Linked DNA regions of Mus musculus: region 1 is linked to region 2. A link is a contact called in public Hi-C data. All regions are on one chromosome and are shown on one strand. Each heading gives the region's core, a stretch centred on a gene start, on an enhancer-like site or on the middle of the called end of the contact. The rest is flanking DNA. Distances are from core to core; before and after follow the strand shown.

Evidence for each region. Hi-C and Micro-C count contacts between places; a contact is called where the count stands out from the background.
Region 1: a contact with region 2 is called in a Hi-C map of muscle stem cells, with 2.7 times the contacts expected there. The contact joins two enhancer-like sites. A contact is called at or near these places in 2 of 15 datasets of contacts at CTCF or cohesin (CD8 T cells and pro-B cells), 13 of 484 Hi-C or Micro-C datasets (CD4 T cells, CD8 T cells, Th1 cells and 7 more), 5 of 115 datasets of contacts at active chromatin or transcription factors (CD8 T cells, the HPC-7 cell line, extraembryonic endoderm stem cells and 1 more) and 1 of 9 other capture datasets (adipose tissue).

What each region holds. Positions count from the first base shown.
Region 1 is chr9:116,383,160-116,385,859 of GRCm38.p6, forward strand. No RefSeq gene overlaps it. Among named protein-coding and RNA genes, the nearest start is that of Gm31559, 8.4 kb to the right of the region's middle. Within about 2 kb of position 1,257, at least 220 of the 459 cell types and tissues checked have an H3K27ac peak or open chromatin away from gene starts, as enhancers often do. A contact at or near this core is called in CD8 T cells, Th17 cells, Th2 cells and 1 more, where this site is marked.
Region 2 is chr9:116,295,087-116,297,786 of GRCm38.p6, forward strand. No RefSeq gene overlaps it. Among named protein-coding and RNA genes, the nearest start is that of D730003K21Rik, 31 kb to the right of the region's middle. Within about 2 kb of position 1,420, at least 17 of the 459 cell types and tissues checked have an H3K27ac peak or open chromatin away from gene starts, as enhancers often do. A contact at or near this core is called in CD8 T cells, Th17 cells, Th2 cells and 1 more, where this site is marked.

The DNA of each region.
Region 1 (2,700 bases), core at 7-2,506, 88 kb after region 2:
AATTTGTTTGTTTATTATTGAGGCTGTCCAAGGGGGGCCTTGATCTTGATATGTATTAGATTATTCCTTATGATCTTCAGGCTGCCACCTCCTCCACCCCTTCTGGCTTCTCCATCTTCCGAGCTCTGGGATCATAGACACATGTGTCAGTGTGTCAGGTTTTTGTGGTGTCTCCATTGCTCTGCAACTTAGCCCCTTACTTAAGACAAGGATTCTTAGGGGGTGACCCCAGAGCTGCAATGTCAGCATCATCTTGGGAGTTCCTTTGCTATGCAAATTCCTGGGCCACGTTCCAGCCCAGAAATACACTCAATCAGAAACACAGCGGACCGTTTTCAATGAGCCTCCAGGTGATGGTGGTTGGCATGCACACTCACGGACTGTGGACTGGAAGAGGAGAGCGGCATGCCTTTCCCATGAGTCACCTGATAGGACTTGGATTTATTGCTTTCAGGTGTTTTAAGTCGAGGGTAATTCAGCCAGCGGCATGTTAACACATTGCCCACAGCATAAAGAGAGAGTAAAATTTATCCCTCCACCCGAAGCTCATACTAAAGTGGTCTCCTCCTTCTTTGTTGCATTCCATGCAAGTGATACAAAACACACGCTGACCTCAACTATTTTCTAAGAAATTTGATAGGGGAAAACAACAAACCCGGGGACTCCACCTCTCCCTAGACGCTGCCGCTGTTTCTAACTGGCTTGAGCACTTGTGCCTGGCTGCTTGTGCTCTGGAGGTATCTGATGTCTCCGTGCCAGTGTAGCCCCCAGAAACACCAGCTCGGCTTCGGCTTTCCGCAGGGCTGTCTCGCAGAGAGTTCTTGATGGGGTATGCCTGAGATGCTGGCGAGAGTCTAACACAGGAATGCTGGCTCTGCTGGCTCTGCTGGCTCTGTTGTTCACACTGGCCAGGCTTGGCAGGACACCTTTCTTTAGGTTCTGCTGAATTACTTTTCTCACTCTGGTCGAAAAGCAGCTTAAAGGAGAACCAGTTTATTTTGCTTCATGGCTTAAGGGGTGGGGATGGGGGTGGGGGTAGGGGTACGGCTGGGAGTGGGGAACAGTCCTTCCAGATGGCGAATACAAGAAGGCAGGATCTTGAGGGAGCTGGTTCTTAGGAATGGTCCCTTCTCTGTTAGGGAGCAGAGAATGAAGTGAGACCGGAAATGCTTTCATAAAACCTCAAGGCCAGCCTACAGTAACCCACTTCCTCCAGTGAGGCTTCACCACCTACAAGGTTCCACAACCCTCCCTAACAGCGCCACCAGCTGGGGCCGTGTTCAAACACAGGAGCCTAAGAGATGTGTCTCATTCAAATCATCACAAGCTCTAAATTGTGCTCACAGTGCGCCAGCCGGGGCTCTACGGCCTGGTGCCTCAGAGTCTTGATATAGAAGGCACGCTATTGTAGCATTGCCAGGGCTAAGCCAGTGCCTCTACTCCCCGGAGGGGTCATTCGACACTCTAGTCTCGGGAAAATCACTATCCCCGTGAGTGAGCTCTGCTTTTCCAACACATTATTTTGTTTCATAGACGACTTATGAATACAATCAAACACCCCTAGTACCTGAAAGAACGCATAAGTCATAAATAACTTCCTTTGTGTTCTTTGCCGAGAAATACCACCTAGCTTCCTCAATCCCACAGAGGTGGGCCACGCATTCCTTACTGGCCATCTGGAACAGTGGAAACCTTCAGACTGTGGAGAAGTCAGCCACACCCACATTTCCAAACACGTCGTTAGACCCCAAAGCAGAAGGCTCGTGATTACACCCCACAATCAGCTCTGAGGCTCTGAACAGACCACCCATCTCTCGCTACACATGGTGGTAACTGCTGTGGGTGTTACTTAGCTCTTCCAACATGGAAGTATATTATATATACTAGATAATACAGTATAATATAGAAAATATTCCATGTAGAGCTATTGTGGGTTTGTAAAATGAGTTACATTATAGATCAAGGATTGTGAACTCCAGTATTAAGTTGGTTTTCTATTTCTATTAAAAAAAAAAAAGGAAGGAAGGAAGGAAGAAAGAAAGAAAGAAAGAAAGAAAGAAAGTCTAAGTAAAAGACCAGTAAGATTGCCCAATGAACAAAAGTGCTTGCTGCCAAGACTGATGGCCTAAGTTTGGTCTCCCAACTCTCAAAGTTGCCTTCTGACCTCCACTCATAGTCTGTGGACACACACACACACACACACACACACACACACACACACTTCACTTCCTTCTTGTTAGGAGCTCACAAGGCATCTATCTGATATGTACCCCAAAATCGTGGCAACCATCATTCTAGAGCTCCAGGTCCCGTATGAGATCTCTGCCACACAGAGAGACAGATCTTTGGGGACAGGAAGCCAAGATTAAACCTCTGTCCTCTGTAAGAACCAAAGAGCCTTGATTAGCTTGCAGGTGGAGAGCTGGAAGACTGCTGGAGTTTACATTAGGCGAAAACTCACAGTGCATAAAAGAGCAGTGACAATTTCTCTACTCCTCAAGGACCAGGGTCTGTTACTATATAATTTTTCTTTTATCAGAAAAGCTCCTGGCTGCAGGCTACGCACCCTGATACTCCATGATAGCCCCGAGATTACTCCATGGCTCCCTGGGAGTGCTTCAGCCACTTCTGGGCGTTCAGTGGCACATATCTCATTTGGGGGCTGTGCTAGACTGTTGTTTCTGAGGTTTCTGAGGTACT
Region 2 (2,700 bases), core at 170-2,669:
TTGGCTGAGTTCCTAACATTGGCGCTGAAGAAAGATTGACATATTTTGAGACTGACACTGCAGGTCAAACTCTTTCATGCTCATTGATAGAAAAGCCTTTGACAATCCCTTTTCCAATAACACCCAACAATGATCTGAAAGCACCACATGCAAGTGGGCGAGATTTCAGAAACGTCAGGTGGTTCATCGTTAAGAACACTAATCAACAAGGCCGGGTGTGGTGGCGCACACCTTTAATCACAGTACTCGGGAGGCAGAGGCAGGCGGATTTCTGAGTTTGAGGCCAACCTGGTCTACAAAGTGAGTTCCAGGACAGCCAGGGCTATACAGAGAAACCCTGTCTCGAAAAAAACAAAAACAAAAAAGTATTTTTAAAAATCAAGAAGAAATTGTAATTATCTTCATAAATGCAGATGTTTGATAAAGTCAAAATATTCACAGTTTGAAGAACATTTTAACCTATTTCAGTAAAAAATTACCTCTCTAGATTAAAAAAAAAGAATTAATAGAAAATATCAACAAAAGGTTTTCTTACCTGAAATATTAACAGCACCTCTGTTAAGGTTAAATTGAAGCATTGCCCTTATAGATCTTAGAAACATATAGTATAATAAGTCATATTAAATATATAGTTAATGGATGTGTTGGTTATAATCACAGGGTATAAGTCCCTATGAAAATATAACTGATATTCAGGTAGGTGTGAAAATAATAAAACAATGAAGAATGCAAGAATAGAAATGAAGAACAGGCTAAAACAGCCCTGCCAAGGAAGGAAGAGGCCAGTGAACTCGTGCTTGTGAAAATGAAGAACTTACCCACCAAAGAATGCAATTCACAATAACGATGGCAGGGACCATACAGCCACATGTTTGGCATGACACTGAACTCACAAAGGCATCAACTTAAAATTGACTGAAGACTTCAACATAAGATCTCAGATCACAGAAGAGACTGGGGAAAGCTTCTCTAGTCTTGTTCTGGCTGTAATATCTAAAGCTCAGAATGTAACAACAAACAGCCACAACTCTGTCACATTCACGACATGGAGCGAACCAACGACACAGAGGAAAGAGTTGCAGGCCAGATGTCAGGAAGGTCACTATTGCAGGTGCAAGAAATGCCTATCTCTCAATAGAAAGAAAAACTCAGCTTAAAAATGGCTAAAGATACAAGTACGCATTTCTCCAAAGGAGACCTGAAAATTCCCCAGATTTTAATATTGCCACCAGACTGAATTTTTTAAACACTAAAGAAGACTAAACACAGACGCCTGTTGATTAGACTAGCCGGTGAACTCTGCCCTGACCATGAACTTGGATGGGGTTTGCACAGGAGCCCTGGGTTACAGAGTTGGGGCCTCAGGATCTGTGTGTCTCATAGCTATCTGTATGAAGTGGCTCTTCCCGCTCACCCACAGATGACTCAAGGTTCTTGGAACAGGCCGTGTCGATGGACTCAGACTGACTTAAACAGCTGCTGCCTAAGAGATGTCTCCTCTCCTTCCCTCCTCTCATGGCCACCGTTGTCCATCAGAACCCAGCCGGGATGTCAGTCCTGTCACACTGCCTTGACTCTCATACTCTCATGGAGGAAAAGTCATATTCACTGTTTCTTTGCCTCTTCTTGTTTTGTGAGCTCCTTAAAATCAGTTGGAATAGAATTAAGGTTGTTCGTCTGATGCAGAGGAAGCCAGTCCCTACAGAAGCACATGAAAAGTAAGAGGAAGCAGTCTAAGATATATCTTGTATTAAGATTTTAGGACCAGGAAATGCCTCTCTGGGAATCCCATCATCTCAACAGGTACAGGGAGAGCAAGGGTGTCTTTTTGGCTCATGCATAGTTTTTGGCCCGTGGCTTTGGAGGTTGATCAGATATGTCATGTCATACTGACCCTTTGTCCAGGATACTATAGTGATAATGGCATTTACACGTGCACGCGCGCGCGCGCGCGCACACACACACACACACACACACCCAGAGTCCCAAGCACACCAGGTTCATTCTCACCAGCAGGAAATATCTGTTTCTTTCATGTCAAACGCTTCCTCCCCAGCTTTCCACTTGATTGTGTCTTCTTCCTTCTCTCTTTAGATTCAATGCCACCTTGTCCCAAAGACCTTCCAATATCATGCCCAAGGAAACTTTGCTCTGGATTCTCCATTGCTCCAGTCTATATGATGCTTCCGGCATACATGACCTGAAGGTATACTGCAAGTTTCATGATTCAATTCCTGATCCTTGAGGGGATAACCACCTAGTGAAAGAGGGTGATTCTTAAAAAAAAAAAAAAAAAAGCAAAAACAAAAACCCCTCAGCTTACCCCGCTGGTCCAGGCTGTAATAGTTAACACTGACTGTCGCCTTGCCAGCATCTGGAACCATCTAGGAGACAAACAGCAGTGCATATCTGTAAAGATTTTCTGGATTGAGCGAGTCAGTGTGGAAACAACCATCTGAAATGTGGGCGTCTCCATGGGGTGGGGGTCCAGGGCTGAATGAAAGAGGTGAGAGTAAACTGTGTTCGCTCCTCTGAGCTTTCTGACTGTGGACGCACTCTGACGAGCTGCCTCATGCTCCTGCCGCCGTGCCTTCCCCACAGTGATGGACTATGAACTATGGGGTGAAGTCAACCCTTCTCAAAATTGCTTTTGTCATTTCCCCCCATCCCCACAGGAACAAAGAAAGTGACTAATACATC